2 separate regions of the Columba livia genome follow, and region 1 is linked to region 2. A link is a contact called in public Hi-C data. All regions are on one chromosome and are shown on one strand. The core of a region is the stretch at or near the end of the contact, and the rest is flanking DNA. Distances in the headings are between cores, read along the strand shown.

Evidence for each region. A called contact is a pair of places that touch in the nucleus more often than the background predicts.
Region 1: a contact with region 2 is called in a Hi-C map of liver, with 1.8 times the contacts expected there. The contact joins the enhancer-like site here to the promoter of TAFA3 in region 2. A contact is called at or near these places in 2 of 2 Hi-C or Micro-C datasets (crop and liver).

The regions. Positions count from the first base shown.
Region 1 is chr22:4,713,099-4,715,960 of bColLiv1.pat.W.v2, forward strand. No RefSeq gene overlaps it. Among named protein-coding and RNA genes, the nearest start is that of SLC16A1, 34 kb to the right of the region's middle. Within about 2 kb of position 1,398, at least 1 of the 3 cell types and tissues checked has an H3K27ac peak away from gene starts, as active enhancers do.
Region 2 is chr22:4,653,353-4,656,132 of bColLiv1.pat.W.v2, forward strand. TAFA3 (TAFA chemokine like family member 3) reads left to right here and starts at 1,318. Exons shown (of 6, transcript XM_065038743.1): 1 at 1,318-1,525. It overlaps LOC110364646 (a long non-coding RNA gene), which reads left to right. Exons shown (of 3, transcript XR_002423564.2): 3 at 1-340.

The sequences.
Region 1 (2,862 bases), core at 148-2,647, 60 kb after region 2:
GTAATAATTTATATGTGAAACAGCGTTTTCCTTCAGCTATATAGCCCAGGCAATTGAAATTCCCAATCTCTTCTTAGGGGAATAGTTTGAAAGAAAACCCAAGGCTGCAGAGCCGCTTGCGCTTGTAGGTTTCTATTTATTGCAAAATAATTTGCCACCTCTGTTTTCTAAACTGCTTTGACAGAAACAAAGCGGCAGGTCGGGGCGCTGGTTTCACTCGGCAGCAGCTGCGTGGAATTGCAGGTTTGACCTCATTTTATCCTCCAAGTATTTAGAGATTGCTTTCATGCCCAGGAACCATATGAGAAGAATATAGATTCCTTCCAGAGGGCATAGAACTTGGAAACAATAAGTGACCTCCAAAGTTGAATTCTATAGCCACGAGAATAAAGAATTTCTTTCTTTAGGAATGAAAGAAATAGGTTTTATATCAACACCAGAAGAACAGCTGCTCAACTAAAAATAACCAATAAAGTGGAAATAGAAAAGCTGTTTCTAAATTACATCCTTTTGAAGAAATCATTATTCCATTTGTGATTCCCTTACGCTTTCCATATCTACATTGCTATCTAACAGCAGAGGCTACAGAAGTTATGGGATTTGATAATTTAGCGTGTTCTTCCTTTGCAATGCGTACAGGCAGATGGAGGTGGTGCCAGATCTGTTACTAGGTGCAATAGGAGGGAAAAATAGGCACATTTCCACTTAGACAATGTGGTGCCCAAAGGGCATTTTCACAAAATAGGAGAGGAAGAAAGAATCCAGCAGCTTCATGCTCTTTATCTACTGGAACAGCTTTCCATGAGGAATGGGAAAACACCATCGTGGCCATGAAAGTGGCACCAAGTTGCTGATTTCCCCTGGCTTTTGTCATTCCTGTGGCTTCTGGCTTTGTGCATCCTCCACCTGGCTTTGTCCTCAGGGGCTGCAAATAGCTTCTGATGGCCAAATCTGCTCAGCCCCAAAAGAGGCTTGAATTGACTGGGAAGGGAACTCATCTGAGGTGGAAAGACTTCAAGACACAAATGAGTCGTTCAGGCTCTTCCCAGCCCCAGCACAGCCTTTTTCTCAGCCGCTGTTACCTCTGGCTGCAGGTTTTGTTCTCTAACACCTCATTTCTTGGCACTTCTCTCCCACTTTCCCTTTGGCGGTAATGCAAAATAAATGAGAGGAAGAAAGTGAGAAAACCCAATATCAAAAAAGAAAGAGGAAAAACTTGAAAGCACTTTTTTCTTTCTAAATAATACAGGCAAGAAAACTCAGAATAACCCAGTTGAAAAGCTTACACCTCGGGGGGGGGGGATACAAACCTTTAGGTGCTTTGGAAACTCAGATGGCAGAGAGGGTGGTGGCTTCCCAGGTCTGGGGTCCCCTTGGCTCTTGTTGAATTCCCTGCACAGAGAGGGAATGGTGCTTTAGCTCCTGTACCCTGTCAGAAACTTTAATCAGGTGTCCCCAGACATCCTAATTAATTTGTTCTGAGTGGAAATAAATGTCTCCAGACTTCCTTTGTCATTTTCAATCTCTTTTCAACTCCCATCTGTTTCCTTCATGGTCTGTGAACTAAAAAAGAAAGCGGAGGGGAGGGATGGAAAGGAGTTGATTTAAATATTCCTCATTGAACACAGTTACCGTAGTTAAGCTCTGGGGATATCAGAGAAAGGTTGCACATGCCTTTGCTGCAATATAAACAGCTGTGGGAAATGCCCTTTAACTGTAAGTGTTGCATGGATGTCATTAATGATCTGAGTTTCATTAGATATTGCCAGATGTTGACTCTGTGAGAATAACTGGGGGTCACCACTGGGCTGTGGGGTTGGTTTCTCTCTGGTATGTTGGTGAGGGGCATGGTGCAAATGGGGTGTCTGGAAGGGTTGGGGATGCTCTCTTCATCATCTTCCCCACCTGTGCCCCAAATCACATCTGGCCATGGCAAGGGGTGGGAGCAGGAGTTGCAGATGTGTCCCTGCTGTTTCTTGCTGCCTGTGCAGGGTCCCTTCAGTTTGCAGGTGGCAGAACAAGCCTTTCAGAGCGGCTGCAGGACACCGATGGTTATTTTGAAGACCTTGTTACAGAAAGATTAATTCCTGTTACTGATCTCTGTTTCAAGCTGAGCACTTAAATGCACCGGCAGGAGCTGGGCAGTGATTAATCGTCTCAGAGCTTTGATTTGAAGAAAGCAAAAAAACAATCAACAAAGCTACTTTTAAAGAGTAGAAATCCTTTCTTAGTGCAAGACAGGTGGTTATGCAGCTAAAACTGGGCATTTCAGAGCCAGCCAGGAGCAAGTCTTGGGAGAAACCTTCTCTGGTGCCCAGAGCAAGGAGACCTGCTAGGGGGATCCTGGGTTTTGTGGCTGGTTCTCCCCCCATCCCAGTGCCACCCAGGACACCCAGCTTGGTGCAGGGCACTGGAAAAGCCAATTACGCTCTTTCCGCCAGGACACTTTGTTAATACGCAGAATAAATTGAATCTCTTGAGGTCTTTTGAACTTCAAGTTAACTTCTGATACCTTCATCCCCAGTGCTGCCTGTGATGGAGATCACACATCAGAGGAGCTCCTCTGGTGATGGGCACCAGCCACCTCCACCCCCCAGTAACCATAGGGGAGAATCTGGGGTCACCCCCCAACAGATGGGGCTTGAGGCAGGGTGGGGATAACTTCCCAACCTTGTGGAATTAGGGTATTTTCCTCCTCTGTTGAGAAATAAAGTTGGTTATGAAATGGCCAAGGAGCTTCAGTTGGGGAACAAGCAGGTCATTATACCTTGCAGTTGATTTTAATAGCTTTATATATATATATATATATGGTGCATTAGCAGAGTAACAAACCCTGTTACAGTTTAATAAACCTTATTTCAG
Region 2 (2,780 bases), core at 68-2,567:
AAATAGCACATTTAGTTTGGTTTCATATTGATTTTTGCCATTATTATTAAAACCCTCTGATTTGAAGAATGAGGTGCTTGTATTTCCTTAATATCTTATTACTGGGGTTTTGGTTAATCTTGTAAAGCTTTTTCCTTTTGTGCAACCAAGCCTGATTAATTGGAGTTTTACATAAGGCAATTTTGGCTCTAAAAAGGGGGAATAAGAGCTCAGTTCCCTCAGATAAAAGAGTGAAGAAATCTGTTCTTATCATGGGCCTCTTAAAACCAAGAGTAAAACTTTAAAACCAAGGGCTGGTGCCTAGGTGGGGACAGGGGGTGCACAAAGGCTTTGTTGGTCTCATGGGAAGAAAATAGCTGGGAGATTTGCAAACTGCCCATGTGTGGTTTGTCTGAACAGCTGCCATTGACCTGTAACTCAGGTTGGTCTTGGAAATCACTCAGTGCTTCCAGCTGAGCAGTGGTGTGAAAGGTCCAGGAGTAAACGGTGAGCTGTCTGCAGAAAACAAACGCTTTCATCAATACACAATCGGTTTTGAGTAAAGAAAATGAGTTCGATGCAATTCCAGCCTCTTGTATTAGCTGTCCTGAGGCTGTGGGACTAACTCCTGACAGCAATTGCTGTGAAAATTCAACCCTTGCTTTTGCTGTTTGGTGATGTTTTATGGCCTGTTGCTGCCAGTTGTCACACAGTACATGCAGACCTGTGTTTGGGGTGCCCCAGGTGGGGTGTGTTGGGCCAATCTAGAGCTTCTCTGGGACAACAAAAGCCCTAGAAGGGTGTCAGGGTGCCCTGTGTCAGGCTGGGAGTCTCCTGCAGGGCTGGGTCTGGGTCAGTACTGAGATTTTAGCTGTTCTTGGCTCCAGAAAAGCTCCATGTTTTGGTGTGTTGAGATGAAAGCCAAGCTCCTGCTTTGAGAAGGAGAGTGTGGCAGGAGCCTCCTTCTTTGGACATATTCAAAACCTGCCTGGATGTCTTCCCATGTAACCTCATCTAGGAGTTCCTTGTCCAGCAGGGGCAGTGGGCTAGATGATATTTCAAGATCCCTTCCAATTCCTAACATTCTGTGATTCTGTGAGTGGGGGCGGCAGTCTGTCTGTCTGTCTGTCCCCGTACCGTACAGTACCAGCACACCTTTTTTAGGAGAAAATTGATTTTCAGGTGAATTAGCTGTCCTCCCTCCTGGCTACATTAATGAACACGGGGCTAATTGGGGCGGGGCAGCATCCTTCCAGGAGTAACCGGAGGTCGGGTGGGTGGGTGCGAGCCCGGGATCGCCGGTCCCGGGGCGGCAGTTGGCGGCAGGCGGCGCTGCGCATCTTCTCGGGCACCGGGGCCGCTCGGCTCCGCCGCCCCCGCCCAGCCCAGCCCCGCACCGAGCCCAGCGTTGCCGGCGCCGCCGCCGCCCGGCGATGCCAGCGGCCCCCGGCCGCAGCGGCCCGCGGACGCGGCGCTGACCCGGCGGAAGGGCCGGACGGCGGCCATGGGCAGCGGCGGCCCCGGTCCGCACGGACGGCACCGGCAGGTACGTGCGGTTCGGGCGCGAAAGTTTGGGGTGGGACGAGACCTCCGGGTCGGTGCCGAGCGCGGCGCAGCGGCAGCGCCGTTGGTGTCCCCGGTCCCTGGGGCGGTGCGAGGGGATGTCGCACCGGTCCCGCTGCGGGCTGAGCCCTGACGGGGGTACCGCCGTTACCGGCGGGGGAGCCACCGGGCTCGGCGTGACCGTGAGCATCGGGGACACCGGTCCGGGCTCCGCAGCGGAGCGCGCTCCGGGCCCGGGTGCAGCGTGTCCCGGTCCCGTGTCGCCCCCCGGGGCCGTGCGAGTATTCCGACTCCCCGCGCTGCGCCGGTCCCCCGGCGGCCCGCGGCATAGTGCGGGGCTCGGGTGGGTATTGGCAGTAAGTTTGTCCGTACCAGCTTCTGCGGTGCGCTCCGTTACAGATGACTCCAAAAGAAGGGGTCACCTCCGGCCCCTGGCTGCCCTGCGCGGGGGGCAGTGGCCATGGGAGTGGGTGCTCGCCCCAAGAGGGGTCTGGGTCTGGCAGGGTACTGCTGCGGGGGTGAGCTCTAGCCAAGGGTGCAGTTTACCCCTGGTGAAATTATTCCACCAGCTCTGCAAAGCCGCTTGTGGTTTTGGGAGGCAAAGCACTTGCTGGCGAGCTCTGAGGTTACAGCAGCCAAAAATGCTTCTTCACCCTGGAAGGGGAAATCAAGACCAAGCGCTGCCTGCCTTTGGGGCAAGCTGGTCCCTGCAGCCAAAGCTTCAGGCAGAATGGGATGCCATGTGGGCTTCAGCCTTCCTCTGCTTTGTTCCTCTCTGCTGGAACTCCTTCAGCTGAGGTGGGTTTGGTTCTGGCCAGGGCCAGGCTGCAGTGGGGAATGGGAGCTGATGTGCTGGTGGCTCGTGGGGTGCAGGGTGGGGAGCAGCTTGCATGGGCCAGGTGTCCCCCTCACCAGCCAGGGGAGGCTCAGGAAAGCATGAGTCGTGCCAGTTGTGTTCTGGAGGGCAGCAGGAGCAGTTCCATGCCATGGTGTTGAGCAGGAGTCTCCTCCTACCATTAGCCATCCATTTTGATGCCGCGTGACGCTTGAGGGGCTATTCAATGTGCAGGTCCCCTCACCCTGGAAGAGCTCATCTGTGCTGGGACACCCACACGCCAGCAAAGATACTGCCCAGGTGAGCTGTTGTATCTCCTGGGAAAAGAGTTTGAGCTGTCAAGTCCTCTGCTCTTCTTCACTGATAAGACTGACTGAGCTGCTGTTGACTTTGGGTTTCAACA